Regions from separate parts of the Rattus norvegicus genome. Here region 2 is linked to region 1. Evidence: chromatin contacts called from public Hi-C data. All regions are on one chromosome and are shown on one strand. Each heading gives the region's core, a stretch centred on a gene start, on an enhancer-like site or on the middle of the called end of the contact. The rest is flanking DNA. Distances are from core to core; before and after follow the strand shown. Region 1 holds the start of Gnaq (G protein subunit alpha q). Region 2 overlaps Gna14 (G protein subunit alpha 14).

Region 1 (4,154 bases), core at 694-3,193:
CCTAGGCCCTCTGACAAACCTAACTCATGGCTGCCTGGAAACCTCGAGCTGTCAAATTTCAGGCAAATAAGTTTGGTTAACTAGACCTCAAATGCCCTGTTCTTAGCTAAACACAAACATATGAAGATTGTAAACAAAGGAAAATTAAAAGCCAGGTCTAAGAGAAAAATCTCTAAAACACATGTTTTCCCTCTTAATTGTATACTGGAACACCGTATATTTATTCCACTTGCCCTTGCTTTTCCCTTCTCAATTTAAAAAAAAAAAAAGAAAGAAAGAAAGAAAGAAAAAGATAAGGCATTCCATTTTCAGCCATGAGAAGAAACAGAAATGATGAGGGTGGTAGACTTACCCAATTTCCCCACTCCCCTTGCCTTATTCCCCTAAAACCCACCTTTTTATTCAGCTCCTTGCCTTCTGTACTGTATGAACACTTTATATGTGCACATTTACCTAACTGGATTTCAATAAAAAAAAAACCTACGCTGGGGAAGGAAATAGCATTGGTAGCCATTTGTGATTGTGATATTTTGCTCCTGACTATAAGTGATCCAGTACATAAGCAGTTCGGTCCCCAAGGTAATGGGTTCCTGGAGCCAGCAGATGGACTGCTCCAGATAGAAAAGAAAGAGGGGAGGGGGGACTTCTCAAATCCCAACCAACGAAGCAATATCCTCTTCTTACAGAAATGTTTGAGAAGCGTTATTTTTACTCATACAAATAAACACAAGTGCAGACATTTTTCAGGCCTGTTCCTGCAAAGCAGTTCATGCTTCCTACCACAGTAGCAATAGTTATGTCATGCTAGCTTGTACATGAACCCTGATCGCTTGATTCCAAACATCCTCTCAGAGATAATAATCAATATAATTCCTATTTGAAAATAGCATTTTCTTCTTAATTTCGTGTTAAAGCAGAATGTTGGATTGTCATTTAGAAAAAAAAAAAAAAAGAGATCTGAGGGAAATTTTCTCGAACTCTTCCCGTTTTTCTTGGAGCCCAGATGGCAAGATACTAAAATGTCCGTTTTAAACAAAAGGTTTCTGTTTGTTTCCAGGAGAGTAACTGAGAGGCTGTGCTGGTTTCCAGTAGAAACTGCTGTGAATTCAGGCATACATCTGGGTCGCCTCATTAAACAAAAGATAGCCGTCTGCTGTCAACAACCACACAGTACAACACTCCCGGATCCTTCATCTTTATCCAGAAGGAATGGTGCAGAAGAGACGCCTGTCACCATCCACTGCCCATGCAACTCTCTGGGGTCACTCCTGTCAGTGGCCTGGTGGCTACAGTGGAGCACATTTGGGCTAGTCTTCCCGCCCCGCCCCTGCCCAGTACGTTAACCCGGGTTTCTTTGGAGCGCCAGCCAAGGCTTCCTCAGCACCTTTCCTAGCTGAATCCAGACCCTAGTCTGCTCCCCGTTTCCACCCTTCCCTCTCCACCCTACAACGCGCCACAATGGACGCTGGCCTGCCACCGCACTGCACGCCATCGCCCACCCGCGCCGCTCGCGCGGACGCTCAGCCGTCCCGCAGACGCGGCGCACAGAGCACGGCCCTAGCTGACACCGAAGGCGCACACCGCAGCTCCGGAGCCCCGGCCCTCGGCCCCTGTGTGCGCGCGCGCGGGTGCGGGTGCCGACCGGGAACGCGCGCGGGGAGGGCAGCGGCGAGCCGGGGCGGGGGGCACCAGGGCCCAAGGGCCGCACTCACCCAGCAGCAGCAGCTTGAGCTCCCGGCGGGCGTCGCGCTTGTCCCTGCGCAGCTGCCGCTCGATCTCGTCGTTGATCCTCCGGGCTTCCTTGGCCTCCTCGCTCAGGCAGCACGCCATGATGGACTCCAGAGTCATTCTTCCGAAGTGCCTCGCTGCAGCCCCGCCGGCGCCCTGCTCACACGCGCGCACACACGCCCTCCGCCCTCGCTCCCCCGAGGCAGCGGCGGCCGCGGAGTCCCGCCGCCCGGGCGCGCGTCAGGGACGAGCTCAGGGAGCCGCGGTGAGGACGGCGGCCGGGCCCGTAGCCCAGGCGGGCCGGGGACGAGCGGGGCCGGGGGCCTGGGACGCGCGAGGAAAGGCCGCCGCGCCCGGCCGCGCTCACACGCCGCCTTCTTGGAGAGCGCGCGGCCCTCCAGGCGCCGCTGCCGATGCTGCCCTAAGCTGTGCGCCCAGCGGCCCGAGCTCATCCACCGAGGCGGCCCAGCAGCGAGCGACCGCCGACGGCTCCGCGCGCCCGGCGCGCCCGCTCCTCGCCGCCGCCTGACTCGGCTCCGGGCGCCCTCGGCCTGCCCGCGCCCACTCGGCTCGCGCGCAAACCGGGCAGCCGGCCGCCGCGCGCTCCCCGCCTCCGCCCCCGCCTCCGCCGGACGCCCACCCGGCCCGATTGCCAGGCGCGCCGCGGCTGCTCAGTGCTCGCCCTCCCCCTCGCCACACACACACATTTTCTCCTTTCTCTGAACTGGAGCACAGATCCGGGAGGGAGGCGGCGGCGGGAGGAGGGCGGGCGCAGGGGGCGGGCGCAGCGCAAGGGGCGGGGCCGAGGCCCCTCCTGGACAGCTCGCGCTCTCCTCGCCCCGCCCCCGACTGCCGGCCTGGCTCGCCCGCCGCTTCCCTCTGCGCGAGCCCGGGAGCAGCGGTCACGGCCGCTCAAGCGGGGCCGGCCGGCCGGCGAACACAGTCCTTTGGCTGCCGCGGGCCGCCGGGGCGTGGTCGGCGAGAATATGGCGTCCTCGGCCTGCCCTCCGGCCGCTGGCGCGGCGGGAGCCCTGATGGGTGCCCACGCGCTGCACCCCAGGCCTCTCTACAGCCCTGCTGCCCTTTCCTATTTCTAAAACGCCATTCCGGAAAAACTGCCTCAAGTGGCCTCTGACTCCAGATCTGTCTTAGAAAATGGGATACTCTTTACTAGGAAAGAGAAAGGATTGTCACCGGCTCGCTGGGGGTTACCAAGAGATCTGTGGACGGAACTGTCCTCAGTATCTCCAGATAGGAATCTGAATCCTGAAGAGAAAAACCCAAGTTTCCAAGAGCCTCCTGATCTGTTCCAACTTTTCCGGTCACTAAGGTGATTTCTGTTTCCCTACCAGCACACTATGTTAAAAAGTCTGATATTATGAGCTTGACCCTTCTACACCGTGACAGTTAAGGATGATTTCTGGGAGATCTCCAAATAGTACAGAATGAAATGAAAGAGACGGATATGGTGTGTCATAAACTCCACACTCGACAGGCTGAGGCAGGAGAATTGCTTCCTGAGCAGTATGAAACATTGTATCAAAGAAAAGGGGGAGGGGAGAGAATAAAATAGGAAAAAGTGGAGAAACTAGTACCATTGGAGCAAAATTCTACTTGGTTTTTACACTTCTAATTTGAGATGGTTTACTAATAAATAGAAAAAGTCTTGATCACTCAAGGTTATTTGGGGGGAAAAAATGTTCATTCGATTCAATGTGTCTTAAACATCAAGGGGGAGATTCATACTATTCTCCCTGCCTTTGCAGGTAGAAGTGGAGCCCTCCCCATGTTGTGCTTTCCATGAACTGCCCCTATTGATCTAGGCTGCAATGTAAGGTCATAATCATTGCTACAAATTAGGAGTGAAACAAGTCTTAGACTCCAAGGTCTCCCCTCTGCTTTGCCTTATTCTCTACTTCTTTGATGCACCGCGCGCCCGCGCGCGCGCGCACACACACACACACACACATACACACACACCCATCCTCTATGTCAGGACTCAGATGGAGTTGTGGACTTGAAGTCTGTATGTTATACTCTCCTTTTTAATAAGATGTCTTGCCAAGACAGCAAAGAAGATGAACCTCTCACCCCTTTTCTATGAATACCATCAGAGCTGGTAGGACTTGCTGTGAAAATAAATGCTTAAACACTAAAGAGTCAAAGTCAATAGGCAGAAATGTAAAATAGCTTGGGGGAGAATCACAAGTAGTATGCCCTGTGCCCCCATTTTGTGTGGTGGTGGTGATGGTGTTGGTGGTGGTGGTGGTGGTGGTGGTGGTGGTGTGTGTGTGTGTGTGTGTGTGTGTTTTCCAGTGTGTACTAGAGGGACACAACACACTGGAAAACAAAGCGATCAACATTTCATGTCTGGTTTCCTAAGGAGCCCCTGAGACAAACTGTGCCATTATGGTGTCAATAATATA
Region 2 (4,154 bases), core at 474-2,973, 470 kb before region 1:
CTTCACTTTTCTATTCTCAGTATTCCATGACCTAATTACCTATTACACAGTGGCTGCCTTAGTTCTGTGTTTTGATATAGTGTTATTAACCACAGGCATTTCTAGTGTGGTTCTTATTCTTAAAACTTACCTTATTCTTTTTCTTTCTAAAACTTTGTTGGAAATCCTCACAAACACTTGAAAACATTATTTCTTGAAGGGGTAGGTTTGGATTGCATGCTAAGATGACTGCCTAGTCTAACCATATGTGAATCCAATAAAGCTTTCTGGGCTTCCATCTGGTCTGGTTGTTATTGAGTAGAATCAGGAACATTCACCTTCTCCTGCCTATCTAAGATCTGAGTATTTAATTAATGCTTAGAGTCATACTTTTAGATTAATAACTAAGTTACTCCTAGAGATGAGTGTCCTGACTTTCCAGTAGCTTCTAGCCACCAACTTCAGATGGCTGATTTCTTCTAAAAGAAGGGCTAAGGGAGAATGTCTACAAACAGAATGAATACCAACAGAAATTACTAAGTTATCTCTGATGTGGAGAGTTTGGCTTTTTGTAACTGGAAAAGGTATTTGTTACCAAAATTTAATTCATTCCATACAACTCTTTTGCCCCAAAAGACATCATTTTCTTGTATATCAACCAAAAGCTAAATTCTCAATAGCTCAGTGCTAGAAAGTACTTGAAAAAAGAATTCCATATTATTTAACACCCTTAGTCCTGACTACATGGGCATGCTTCTTTTTAGATTAGGTTAATGAGACCCAGTTAGTCACTTTTAGCCATGGCAAATGACAGGGATTACAAAAGTGAATGCTAGCTCTATCATTTTTAATATCTTGAAAAGCTCCTCCTTTGTCTTTGTCTTGATGACTAATTCCTTCAAATGAGATTTAGCATTCGTTTGTCCAATTGTTCATGACTTTTAAAACATAATGCTACTTTGGTAGAGTGGTTTCACGTTTGCAATTGTTCCAACAAATTGACAGTCTGGAGGTCCCATCCCTGGGTGGAAGATTGGCTTAGTTCAGTTCTAGGAGTTAAGCCATGTGGTTCTGCAACAGATGTTGCCAATCTGAGAATTAACTAAGTAAGCCCACACCAACCAAAGGCATTGAAGCTGAAAATGCATAGTCAGTCGACTGACCCTCTGGAACATCCAGTCCAGAAGTGCACTACGGAGAGGTTAATGTTTCCCCTCATGATGGTATGGCTGACTGGGAGCTGCAGCTTACAACGGCCCATCATCTCAATACAGTACCAGGCCAAAAATCACTAGCTTGAGAAAGGATCATAATTCAAAGTACAGTTTGTACTGGATACATGTCACTTTCTCACTGTTGTAAATGCTAAACCACTTCAAGTTGGGGACCTCTGGAGATTGATGAGAGGTGGATCTGTCTAAGTAAGTACAGACATTCCTCTGGGTAAGCAGTCCAAGCAAAAGCCACCGGAGCCCTTAAGTATGAAGTACTCTACTGTCCTGGGGATCAGGACCTGCACAGTTTACAGAGCCAGGCACTAAGGAGCTCCAGCACACCATGATGAGTGGAGACCATTTCAAGAAGGAAGCAAGAAAGCTGCTGAGCTGTTAAGACTGTAGCATTTTCCTTTTGAACAGAACCATCAGCCGTGAGCTCTAAGAAGCACATCATCATCGGTGTTGAGGGTAGAACAGTGTATTCTTAGTATCCAGAAAGGCACAGCGTACACAGTTCAAACAGCACATTTGTGGTTGCCACCAGAGCTTTGACAAGGTTTATATAACATCTGCTAAACAAGTTATGCTTTAACCATTCCATAAGCTATAAGACCCGGCCATGTTGCATCAGGACACACACAATGCAATATCTAGAGTCCACTTATCATATGTCACAGTTGGTGTTATCAAATTGTGGCAAAATTAATGTTTGGATAATAATAATTTGGATTAGAAAGCTGACATGAAAAGAACTGCTTTTTAAATCTTTGACTGGGGGTATAGCTCCATTGGCAGAACATTTGCCTAGCATGCACAAAGCCCTGGGTCCCATCCCATGCATCACTTAAATTATTATGTGACACATACATCCAACCATTACTAACCTGTAAATGTCAATGTGAAATCACACTGTTTGAGATCTCTTAGTGTTAGGAATTAGCAACCATGGGAGAACTGCCTTAAATAGGTTGTGTATATGAAGACAAAAGAATCAGAAGTCCAAGGTCTTCCTCGACCACATAGTGTGTGAGAGACCAGAATGGAATGCATGAGGCCTGTCTCAGAAAAAAAGTCCTAGCTGAGCATGGAACATTCAGGCAGGAGGACCAAGGCCATGCTCAATTACATTGAATTGGAAGCCAGCCTGGACTACTTAAGCCTGTTTTTAAATAAAAAAATAACCCCAAAAAAGGCATAGAAAGAAGCTTTTTGGTTTAACAAAATGTTACATGAGTCATACTTCAGCATTAAGGGGAAGAAATGTTAGAAATGTTTCCTTAAAATTTATTTTAAAATTATCAAGCCTATGAAGATGTTTTAGGCACCTAAATGAATCTCAGAGGTCTGAAGCCATGATTTGTAAATTAACAAGTCCCTCTGTTACGTGATTTTTAATAGCTGTTGAGCACTAGTTTAAAAAAGGGAGGAAATCACTCAAAAATTATACCTAATCGTAGAGCCAAAAGGTAAGAAAAGAATTACACCATCAAGAATTAAAGACACTTAAAAGGGTTGGTAAAGTATTTTTCACATTGCACTGTCCATCTCTGTGCTGCAGGCTATGTAATGTTCTTGGGTCCTGGTCCAGGTGGTCAGAAGCACTTGTAGATTGGGCAGGAAGAAAGAGCTCAGCTCGACCTCCATTTACACCAAGTTGAACTCCCGCAGGTTCAGCTGCAGGATCGTGTCCTTGACAGCAGCAAACACGAAGCGGATGTTCTCCGTGTCTGTGGCACACGTGAAGTGCGAGTAGATGACTTTCTCTTTGTCAGGATTCTGGTCTTGATACAGCTTGAGGATAAAGTCCCTGGCAGCTTTGACATCTTGCTTTGGTCCTGATCATGAGAAAAATAAAGATACAGACTTACTACCATGTCCTCTCACAATCTATTTTTGTTCTTATCCAGGATCCTTCTCTGACCCATCTTACCTTATATCTATGGAAAGTTTACCTGAAGTAATTTACATTTCATTATGAATCCATAAAATAATATTTTAAAAATGCTTCTCATTTGTGTGTGTGTGCGTGTGTGTGTGTGCGTGTGCGTGTGCGTGCACGCATGTGTATACATGCATGTGAACAGAGAACAATGTCATGTTACTCATGCACCTCTATTGACAGGGTCATTCATTGGCGTACAGCTCACCAACTAGACTCAACTAGATGGGCAGCAAATCCCAGGGATCTGCAGTCTCCCTGTCCTGGCTCTGTGATTACAAGTCCTCACAATTGTGCCTTGCTTTTGTAGGTGGTTTCTGGCATTTTGTACTAAGCCATCCCCTAGCCCAATATTTGGTCTTTTTAAAGTGTCTACTGATTTATCTAATAATTATACTGTAAAGTGGTTTGTCTAAAAATAGTGACCTAATTGCCTAGTTTTGTTTCTAACCACTTTTGAAGTGATACTTTGTAATTTGTACAGACAGACAGCAGGGGGTTGGGGCCACAGGGCATGGTGCAAAATCTGATATTACTAGGTTGATTTTAAAGCTTGACAAGTCCTAAATTATATTGCCATTAAATACCAGAGTATTTAATCAAAGGAAAGGGGGATACACTGAAATACCAACGTTTAAATATCAATGTCAAGAGTATACTATCCGAGACCTCTTGTGCTGGGAGTGATTAGCAAGAGTGAGAACTGTCCTTCCTAGAGCAAGGCATACATGGAAGACTTCACACACATCTATGTCTAAGATGATGTCATCCTGTGACCCCACAAAGCAGCAAGTCTGCCAACTAAAGCTGACTAAAGAGCCAGCTCTGCTCCAAAGAGTTGCCAGGGCACCAATGGAAGGCTGTGATACAGGAAGGCCAGAAGATTTTTCCTAGGTGTGGTACCTGAGGTGGACCCAAAAAGTGGAGTCAGCCAAGTGGGTTGGCATGTGCATTCAGGCCTCGCAGTGACCGATGTTGAGGTGAGACCATGAGCAGGGCAATGAGAACTGTGAATTGGC

The links. Hi-C and Micro-C count contacts between places; a contact is called where the count stands out from the background.
Region 2: a Hi-C map of kidney shows a contact between it and region 1, with 2.2 times the contacts expected there. The contact joins the enhancer-like site here to the promoter of Gnaq in region 1. A contact is called at or near these places in 4 of 12 Hi-C or Micro-C datasets (the A7r5 cell line, the Rat2 cell line, Schwann cells and 1 more) and 1 of 1 datasets of contacts at active chromatin or transcription factors (oligodendrocytes).

What each region holds. Positions count from the first base shown.
Region 1 is chr1:222,850,242-222,854,395 of GRCr8, reverse strand. It overlaps Gnaq (G protein subunit alpha q), which reads right to left and starts at 1,943. Exons shown (of 7, transcript NM_031036.3): 1 at 1,713-1,943. The coding sequence starts at 1,848.
Region 2 is chr1:223,321,715-223,325,868 of GRCr8, reverse strand. It overlaps Gna14 (G protein subunit alpha 14), which reads right to left. Exons shown (of 7, transcript NM_001013151.2): 7 at 1,659-3,031. The coding sequence ends at 2,841. Among named protein-coding and RNA genes, the nearest start is that of Gna14, 180 kb to the right of the region's middle. Within about 2 kb of position 1,723, at least 3 of the 93 cell types and tissues checked have an H3K27ac peak or open chromatin away from gene starts, as enhancers often do. A contact at or near this core is called in kidney, where this site is marked.